Regions from separate parts of the Gossypium arboreum genome. Here region 1 is linked to region 2. A link is a contact called in public Hi-C data. All regions are on one chromosome and are shown on one strand. Each heading gives the region's core, a stretch centred on a gene start, on an enhancer-like site or on the middle of the called end of the contact. The rest is flanking DNA. Distances are from core to core; before and after follow the strand shown.

What was found. A called contact is a pair of places that touch in the nucleus more often than the background predicts.
Region 1: a Hi-C map of leaf shows a contact between it and region 2, with 2.9 times the contacts expected there. The contact joins the promoter of LOC108487923 here to the enhancer-like site in region 2. A contact is called at or near these places in 3 of 5 Hi-C or Micro-C datasets (all in leaf).

What each region holds. Positions count from the first base shown.
Region 1 is chr10:111,105,469-111,110,786 of ASM2569848v2, forward strand. It overlaps LOC108487923 (glycine-rich cell wall structural protein-like), which reads left to right and starts at 3,870. Exons shown (of 1, transcript XM_017792257.1): 1 at 3,870-4,253. The coding sequence starts at 3,870. The coding sequence ends at 4,253. LOC128282374 (a long non-coding RNA gene) reads right to left here and starts at 1,034. Exons shown (of 2, transcript XR_008272634.1): 1 at 845-1,034; 2 at 173-774.
Region 2 is chr10:110,939,008-110,944,700 of ASM2569848v2, forward strand. LOC108489739 reads left to right here. Exons shown (of 13, transcript XM_017794458.2): 11 at 1-76; 12 at 248-342; 13 at 782-1,419. The coding sequence ends at 899. Among protein-coding and RNA genes, the nearest start is that of LOC108489739, 7.3 kb to the left of the region's middle. Within about 2 kb of position 1,279, at least 1 of the 2 cell types and tissues checked has an H3K27ac peak or open chromatin away from gene starts, as enhancers often do. A contact at or near this core is called in leaf, where this site is marked.

The DNA of each region.
Region 1 (5,318 bases), core at 2,620-5,119, 170 kb after region 2:
ATTTACGATTTAGTCCCTGTACTAAAATTTTACAATCAATCTAATTAATTCCACTTAATAATTTTGCTCTTATTTTTATAATTGATACATTATTATTTAAAATTTTCAATTAATTTTATTTAAGAAATTTGATATGAAAAATCAATTTTTTATGTTACTGAAAATCGAATCGTTAAAAAAAAAAAGCATTATTAGTAAAGAGTACACATAAGCTTTTACAAAAGATCTCAATTGCTTTCGAGCTAAAGCAAAGGTTTAGTTTTGAGCATTACTTTGAAAAGGGCTTAAAAACTACATGAAGGTCGACAAAAAGTCTTTTAAGTGTTCAGTACATACCTTCAAGGACATAAGCTTATCACTGACAGATTCCTAGTTGCACTGTTTCCCTTATTCATGACATTTATGCTGAATTTCTGAAGAGTTTTTTTCAGCCGATACCATCGTATTTCCAGATTATCTTGTCCATAGTACATCAGTCCTGCGGATGTGAAAATTTCTGACAAAGAACGATTAGTCATAGGTTCCCATTCCCACTTCCAGATCTAAAGTTCTTGCCATTCTTCTTTCTTGATTCTTCTACTACTGCTTCCTTCTTTGGCCCATATCTGGCTCGAACCCCAAACCATACAGATCCATCTTGCCTATTGGTTTCAAAGCTCTGGTCATCACTGCATGTACTTGCCAAACCATTTCTAGTTCGAGCTCCATTTCCAAAACTCAGCTTGATCCTCGTCTCGTTTCTCTTGGTTAACTTAGGCACAGGAATCCTATTCCCTTCAGCAACAAAAGTGGTATTGACAAATTTTAGAGATCGAAAAGAGCATTCGAAAGCATCTCCATTTACCTCTATATAGTGCGCATCATTAGAAGTAGATGCCCAAATGTCTAACTCTGATATCTTCGAACGTCATTCGCTTTGCACAAACAGAAGTCAAGCTAAAATTCTTTTGGAAGATTGAAATTAAATTATAAATTTTAGAGGATTAAAATATAATTTTATTATTGTATGAATTAACAATTTTACCATTTCTAGAAAGGCTAAACTATTAAGTTACCATTTTTGAACAACTTAAAATTTTACAATTTCAAAAGAAAAAAATTATCATTTTTAAGCCAATTCCCTTATTTGTCTATATTTACGAACTTAGTCAACTAACATCCGACTTACCACGTGCATCATTATGAGAGTCAATTGTGGAAAGTTAGGTTATAGTAGGTGAAATGCTGCTAAGAACTTGGACTACCTTGTCAATTTTATATACTATTATACACACACAAAACAAAAGCTCGCAACTTGAGCTTTGAATCTAAATTTTATTTTATTTTATTGTAATTTTTTAATGCTTGTTACTTCAACCATGCGTATTAAATATACTACAAGCATCTTGTTTTGTTAGAAAGAAAACATAGAAAACAAGAGTAATGTTCTACCCCCAAATGTCCTCTTCAATTTTACTTCTAATTTGGTTTAGAAGGATCAAATTATCTTAATTTGAGATAAGAATAACAAAATAAATACAATTAAAAATTTTAATATTGCCAAAAAAATTATTTGGAGTAGTGATCAGAACTCTCATCTAACACTTAAATATACATGTTCATCTCAATTTTTTTCTTAATATTGTATTGATAAAATAAATTTATTACTCCAATGGGTTTCTTAGGGGTTTCTTAGGGGCCAATGGTTTTATAATTGAGATTAATTAAACTCAACTTCTTCCAATAATGTTTAGATTCTAAATTGATTTTAAACTCTAAAATATCAATATTAATGTATTAATAAGGTTATTATATCAACTTATCCTTCAATTTAAGCAGTTCATATTTTAAAATATCAGTATTATATAAATAATGTCCTTATTAAATTTTGGATTTGACATATTAAAAGAAAGGACAATATTATTAAATTTAAGAAGGATATTTTTCAACATGTTATGTCTAATCTGTCTATGTGATAGGTACATGGTTGTTTTAAATATGCTTAATGAAGAATCCAAACAAATATTTAATGTATAAAAACAAAAGTTACACTAGAAAAAAAATCTAATTGATATGCTACTATATTTTGATGACTCAATTAAAATAATTTAAAGGTTATTAATTAACTTAAAATTAAATTATAATTTAGAAACATTAGGTGTAATCATCCTATGTATGTTCTGAAAATATAAGAAAACTAACTTCAAAGACATATTTTAATCCTGAAGTCATCAAGGGGTAAAAAGACAAATATCCTATCGTTTTCAAGATTGATTTTCAATAATATAAAAAAAGAGCACCCAGTTTTTCGTTCTACAGTCATAATCAGAGGAGAATTAAAAACTTGTTATTCAACCACAAATTAAACATATCACATGGGCGAGCTGCTGCTTGTTTCCTTGGCCAAAAAGATAGGCTGCACCATAAAAGCGAGGTGTTAAATCATTGTGACATGTTTAAACTTGGGTTTATGAAATTTTTTATCCTTTGCAAATAGTTATATTTTACTACTTAAATTTAATAATCATATTTATTTTAATCTTTAAATTTTGAGAAAATATAAAATTTTTAACTATATAATATTTTAGGATTGTACCACGTCAAAATATCATGTTATTAGATTAAATTATTTTTTAGGTGTTGATATAATATAACATTAAAGTGTTATGTTATTAAACTACTAAAAATTAAAGTAGACCTGACTGTTAAATTTAGGGTGCAAAAGTTATATTAACCCATTAAACTTCAATACAGAAAGAAAGGCCGCAGGATAATGCAAGCTGACTTTACCATTAATCTTCAATTAGAAACTTGAATTTAACTCTCCTGAAGACTTTATATTTTATGTTTTCTGTAATTATGAACCTGCTAACTGCAGAGGGTACAAATGGGACATTTAGCATACAAGCCGACTCAAAAAGGATTAAATGAATTCATCACTAAATTTCCTGCTCGAGGAAGCTAAGTTATATTAATTTTCAATTTAAGCAGCTCATAAGCCTAATTATGTTTGTTTTTTTTTTTGTTTGAAAATGTATTTTTAATAAATTATTACTTTATCCAAGAAAATTATAGATATAGAACGAGCTTCAACTTGAGTTTGAATATAAATTAAGCGTATAAATAAGATTAATTGAGCTGAATTTAAATAGTGCAATTTTATTTTAAGCTAAACCTTTAACTTCTCATTATTTAAGCTTGGCTAGACTTTCCTTGATTACAACTTAGGATTGAGCCATTGAGATTTTCTAACGATGGTGGTGGTGGTGTTGCACTGGTAAGCATTAGTCTCGTATAGAAGCGTAGCCAAAAATTTTATGTTATTAGAGGATTAAGATAAAATTATAAAATTTTAGAAATTAAAATTAAAATTTATATTAAAAAAGTTTACATTAAATTATTAATTTTTAAAAGGGTTAAATGTTTTTTTTTTTCGAGCTAAAGAAACTTAAATTGAATATTAATATTTAGAAGGGGTAAAAAATCACAATTTTTTCATCAGACCAAGAGGTTAAAAGGGCTGAAATTAATGTATTAATTTTATAGAGGGAGAAAAGAGAACAAAAATTTCCATTTACTCAAAGGGCCCATGCCTCCCCTGGGTTCGCCACTTGTCATGCGGCCATCGGTTTCAAAAAGAGTTGAAAGTTAGGTCAATTTCATCAAACAAGTTGAAAGTTTGTATGTATGGAAGTCCAAAAAAATAATCTTAAACCAATCAACTGCAAGTATTATATGGCGTCCATCTATGTTTACGTACAACGGATATTGTATATATAAGTGGTTATTTGCTGAATTAACTCATTAAGTTGAAGCTCAACACTGACAACAAAAAAAGATTTCGGGTGTTTGGTTCTTCATTTGAGAAAAAAAAAAAGAAAGAGAAAAGGATGGGGAAATTAATTTCCACATGGGTTGGATTGTTTTTGATGATACTTGTGTTTACCATATGGATAGCAGAATGCCGAAAACTTGAGAGGGAGACCCTGGGAGTTGGTATTGGTGGAGGTGTTGGTGGTGGTATAGGAATTGGAATTGGAGGTGGTGGTGGAATAGGTGGAGGTATTGGTGGTGGAATAGGTGGAGGTATAGGAGGTGGAATTGGTGGAGGCATAGGAGTTGGAGGTGGAGCTGGCGGTGGAAAAGGTGGAGGCCGAGGACATGGAGGCGGTGCTGGTGGTGGTTCTAAGGGTGGAGGACATGGAGGTGGAAGTGGAAGAAGTGGTGATGGTGGCGGCGGCTATGGAGGTGGAAAAGGAGGAGGGGGATTTTAGTGGCAAAATGTGCATGCTAAAAATATAGTCAACTTGTAACCGTGGCTGTTAATGATGGTGTGTTTGCCAATGATTTGTCATACTGCCATATATAAATATTAGAGAGCAAAATGAAAACAATGCTCCTACCATAAACTTCTGTTCTGTCTCCAAATCCCAAAAATGAAATTCGTATGCCTTCGTATTACTAAGATTTAACACCAAAATAACATAACACCCATATATAAGATTTGTTTGGGATTAAATTCAAATTTTATATTTATAATATAATATTTTGTCACTAATTTAAAATATTATTGCCAAAATACAACGAATTTAATGCTTATATTATATTTTGATTTACAATTTTAACATATTTGATAAGCAAAAATATTTGATAAAGTGTTAGTAGAGTTTTAAATTTTACAAATAAAATTAAGGGATTGATAAATATTTTATAAAAATATAATAAAATATTAATAAAAACACAAATTACAGTTTTTTGTCTACTATTTATAAAATAAAGAAAAAAAACCCTACCGATATACTTGCCGGTTTAATAATTCATGATGGTTAGCTTAATTTTGGTGTCTCACGTGGGTGACAACTCAAAACGTTTAAAAATGTAATCAAGCACGAGAAGCACGAGTTGCAATTTGTGGGATAAAATTTAGCTGTCTTGATTTTATAAGAATGAAACAGGGCAAGTTTAAATTTTGAGAAACGTACTTGATGAAGAAAGTAGTAAAATTTGGTAATATATTAATAATGTTTTCCATAAGTGTATGTACACTTATTATAATTCTGTATCTGTAAAATCTTATTTATTTTTGTAAAAAGGAAAAGTGTGGTAATATCTTTTAAATTGGGTTACAACTCAATACATTGACCAATATAATTGCATATTCTGAGCCGTTCTTTACTTGGAAACCTGTAGGTCTTAAATCTGCAGGGCTTGCTTGGGTGATAGGAAACTTTAAAACTTTTTGAAGGAAAAATATGTGGACAGGGGGTTGTTCATAAGCATTTAGACTCAATACCAACCATTTGGTTGCCCTTTTCTCATCAGCAATTTCCAGTTCTGAT
Region 2 (5,693 bases), core at 29-2,528:
TGTTTATAGCTTTGGCGTCATATTATGGGAGCTAGCTACGGAGAAGATACCTTGGGAGAAACACAACGCAATGCAGGTATAGTTTTCATTAAAAAGATTTTAAAGTCATTTTTATCTGAAGAGTTCAAAATCACCAAACCAACTGCTCTCTTCTGAAGACAAGCTATGTTAGGTTTAAATGGAATATTCCTTATTCACCATTGTATCTCTGCATATATGAACAACAATTTGTTTAGAATATTTGCAGTTGGTTGCAGCGGTAGGGTTCATGAACCAAAGTCTAGAGATTCCAAAGGAACTAGACCCACGGTGGGCTTCTATAATTGAGATTTGCTGGAACAGGTGCTCATCTCCTTATACTGTTTGTATGTTTTCTTTTATTTTTCTTATAAATTCACTGCTAAAAGTTTAGCTGTAGTCTACCAATATGCTAGTTAATTCAAACACAGCATTTGGGAGTGTCATTTAGGAGTCTCAGGCCCGGCATTGTGTTAGTCAAATTCGAAACATGTGCACTAAGTGCATGATTAAAGTTACATCCACAAGTAGTATGGACTAGGACTTCAAATTCGATTTGCAATCATCATGATGGCCTTATACTCAAGTACCATTTAGGTTAGTGGCATCTGTAGCACTTTTAGTCATTAATTAAGAAGGAATTATCTTCAGAAGTAAAGCCAGTTTTCTTTCTACGTCTCGTCTAGTCATTATGTTTTCCAATTATGTTATAACTTACAATTTTGGTGTCTGATATATGGAACCACAATTTTGCAAAAACCAGTGATCCAAAGAGCCGGCCAACGTTCCAGGAACTCCTTAACAAGCTTAGAGATCTTCAAAGACAATATACTCTCCAACTTCAGCAAGCTCGTAACTCGGCCGAAGAAAAGGAAATATGAATCAGATGCTTGTGGCATTGGTTCCATATTCTTTCATTCAAACAAAAGATGTAGAGAAGCATGGGCAGTGAGCCACACGAGAAAGATAAAATGTAGGTATTTAGTTGGCAGTATGTGAGAGAAAGCAGCCCAAATTTGAAGGTGATGGGTTGGTTCCGGCAGGGGATTTGGAGATGGGGATGATGTCTCCTGTGATTTTGAAACATGTCAGGACGACTAAGGAAATTCGTACGTAATGCACAATCTACGTTGGAGTATATAGGCTGAGATAAATATCATGCTTTATTTGCTATTTGTTAAACCACTCTATAATGGGGTCCCTTGTCTGCTATTAGTTACTCTGTTGTTCTCGGAGTCCATTATTATTATTTACAAAAAGCTTGCAGCTTGAAATTTATAACTAAATTTGTCGGATGTCAATATTTTTTTAATGCTTGTTACTCCAGCTTATTGTACCTCATTGTACTAAATTTAGTGAACTATATCGCGATCGGTCCCAAATGTTTCATTTTGGTTACAAGTAGTTTTTAATATTTTATTTCGTCACGGTCCTTGGACCGTAATTCCATTAAGAATAACATACATATTCAACACTTAGTGAATCAAAACATTAGAGATGATAAATAAATTGGTTGGTTGGGATCAGGTTTACTTTGGAGTTGGATTTTCTCAGGCTCGGATCAGTTTGGGTTCGTTTTCTTAGGTTTAGATTTTTTTAGACTTGAGCTCTTATGAATTCGAATTCTCAGGTTCGGATTAAGCTAAGTGTACTTTGATGGATTTAAATAAATTTGAACATTTTAAGTTATAAATATTTTCATTTTGAATCTAATAATTTATTTTATTTTTATATAATGAAAACACAATTCAAATTTGTTATATAAAAATATATATTATATATTTTAAGTAGAGTTTTCTATATAAAATAATTTGTATGTAAAATTTATTATTCTATGATATTATATGATTTAATGAAAATATTTTTATTGTTTAATAATATATTATATTGACAATTGAAGAACTTTTTATCTTTTTTATTAAATTTACAAATCTAATACTCATATTCTAAAATATTTATTACAAAGTTCAAATATATTATACTAAATCCAAACCCAAGCTCAAATAATATATTAGTTATTACACAAACTCTAAATAAACTAATTATAACTTGTATCTCAAGTCCAAAATAAAAAAAAAATTAAACTTAATATCCAAATACATTTTGTAAAAGTTAAAGTCCAATTCAAAATCTAATTTAATAAATATAATATTTTATTAAGATATTAAATTTTAATAATATTTTATGTATTGCTAGTTATAATTATAAACATTTATATTAATATACTAAATTACACATAACTATTGATGTCATATCTTATATTATAACAATAGTCATATATATTAATACTTATAAAATATATTATTTCATTATATAAGATTATATCACATACTATAACAGTAGAGTAGTACATAATATATTAATTATTATTATTATAGATTGTTTTTATTATATTGGTTGAAATATGCTCTAAGTCTTTACACTTTTCATAGATTTGAAAGTTAGTCCCACTATTTTATTATATAATATTATATCATATTATATTATATATAATATGGGGAGGGATTGGAACGACAAAAATGTGCAAGTGTACACAATCGCAACAAGTAAAACAGTGACAAGTAAATGTCGAGTTATCGTACCCACAGGGATTGTGAAAAGATCCATTTATGAATGCTATTTAAAACACTTTGGTGAAGAAAAATATTTTGTTTGAAGAGGGTGATTAAAAACTCAGACTTTAAACTAAGTAAACTAAATAAATAAATCTCAAATGCACGATTTCAAATACAATTTTAATCAAGATGACATAATTGTGTAGATTAATTACATTTCATCACTTAGAATTATTAAACTCATGTTTATATTGTTACGAATAAATTCACGGCAACTCAGTAATTTGCTAACTTATGAACATACTCACCTACCAAAATCCATTCATCTCTTGGACATATCTCTATGTCAATTCAATCGATTAAACAAATCTTAATAGGCAAATATGTTATAGCACATACATACTTATTAAATTGAAATAATCTCTTAAACATATCCCTATGTCAATTCAAACAATTGACTTGATTTAATAAGCACATAAAAGACTATGTGAGGTAACAAAGTATTCTTACCTTGAAACGGTTTAATCACAATAATCTTGCAAGTTATGCAAGGCAATTGTATCGTCAGATACCGTTGCTAATTTAACCCTCAGCTACCTTAGATGGTTAAACATGCTCTGATTAAGTACTGTATCTATTAATTACAATTCCAGTCCGTTTAAATAATTAATTCACTAGTTACCTAACAATTGTAATGCAAGAATAACTTAGTGATGATTTTACTTAATCAAGCATCTTACCGAGGCCTATAACAACATAAACACAATTCTAACAAATTAAGAAGATGGAATGCAGTCAACCTAACACGAATTAAATTCAAGCTAAATTGATTAAATTAACCATTTCGACAACATAAATATTCATAGATATTTTCAGCATAACAACAAAAAAAATTAAAGAGATAGGGAATAAGAATCAAATCCGGTGTTTTTCCGTGCTTGATTACCTTGCTCTGTTCTTCGTTCTCTGTTGTCCTCATTGATCAAAGCTGCTACGAACACTTCAATGTTGCTCCAAAATGGCTGATGAACACCGCTTTTCCAAGGGTGGAAATTGGCAAGAGAGCAAGAGAATTTAAAATGGCAAAGAAGAGAGAAAATAGAGAGAAAAGAGAAAAGATGTGAATGAATTGAGATGTGTTTCAAATGATCAGCTTAAGGGGGGTTTTTATAGTTGAAGAGGGCTGCTAAAAATAGCTAAAATTAGTAGCCAAAGAGCCCTCCCTTGGCCTGTAACACACATTAACCCTAAACTGGCATCGGAATAGGGTTACAGCATTACCGGACATATCAGACAATTTACAAATAATTCTTAAATAAATAACAAACATATTATAATATAATCATAAGTTCATATATATATTTTTGTTAATTGACTTCATTTTTTTATAAAAAAATTCAATATAACCTTTTATAAATATTTAACCTTCCTACAAATTTCAAATAGCAACCAAACCAATTCTAGTATTTCAACCAATGCATTTATATACTCAAATATACTTAAATCATACTTGATAGATTGACTTAACAACTTAGTTAATGAAACCCTATTATCATTTCTGATTAGCTTACAAAACTATTCAAACCATTTCAATTCAATACCAATGCCATAAACAATTTTTACCATTTCACTAATTTAATTACCAAAACACCAAATACCTTTCTTTACAACAAAATTTATATAACATATCAAAATAACCATTATAATCCCTATGTACATGCCAATTTCACTTAAAGGAAGAAAACATCACCAAAATCATGATGTTGGAGTCAGGATCGTTCGGATGCTGGACCGGGACATTGGACTCCTATCAACCTGCGCACAGAAACAACCGTGTGCTGAGTATTCCTTACTCAGTGGTATTACCATAATTCAAATTATAATAGCAATAAAGAATTATAACTACCATGCATGTAACTATCCAATTTCTCAAATATCAATTCATTCTTAAACTTTCACTAATTAACAATAACAATACAATTTTTAGCTATTCTTCAATTTCCATCACATATCACATGTACAATTTCAATCACTACATGAACATTAAGTTCATGCCTTTCATTTTCAAACTCAATTTCAATACATAATTTAACTTTCTCATTTCTTTCAATATTTTCAATAATATAATCAATCAATTTATTTTAAATTTCTCATGTTAGTTGTTCACCCTATTAACAAACCCAGACTTTGACGGATACACGGATTCCAACCCAAACACACCAGTATGGCACGTTGTGCCTGATCAGTATAAGACACATAAGTGCCTGAAATGACACACGAGGTGCCTGATACGACACACGAGGTGCCTCAAATACGACACACAAGGTGCCTGATCGGCAAAGCCGATAAATCCCGTATTCTTCCAAATCATATGACATGCCAATTATATCCGACTCAGCCCGACTAGTTAATAGGGTATTCCATATTACTTTTCAATTTCAATTTCGTTCTCAATTTAATTACAAACCAATTGAATATGCTTTTCCATTTCAATCCACATACAATTCAATTTCAATACATATTCATCATTCAACTCAATTTTCATTCAATTCAACAATAAGAGTTACCTTATAATTTAGTTACCATATACATAGATTAATTTAACATTTAATGAATAAATAAACAATTTGAATTATAGTAATACAAACCCAATTTCATGATTACTCATCAACAACCTTCTCCTTCCCTTTTGTGCCAATACCTCGAATTCTTTATTAGCTATGAAAATTAAATAATTATACTATTAATTACAACACTAATTTTACAATAATAATTGAATTTCTATTCAATTTATACCCTAATTCTAATTTAATCCTAATTAACTCATTTACTTTTCTAACTTAATTCATACTTTATTTCTATTCAATTTCCTTCCATATTCTACTTATTTATCTAATGTTCATAATAAAACTCTGATTTAAAATTTCTTTCAATTTAATCCCTACAACACGAAACTTATAGCCTAATTTACAATTTAATTCTTTAATCAATTCTAACTTAAAATTCATTCAATTAAATCCCTAATTCATTATTTTCTTCAACATGAACTATGTTCAAAAACCTAAAAACTTCCAAAACCTCAACTTAATTTCAACAAAACTTTGTTCTAAAGCTTCTAGA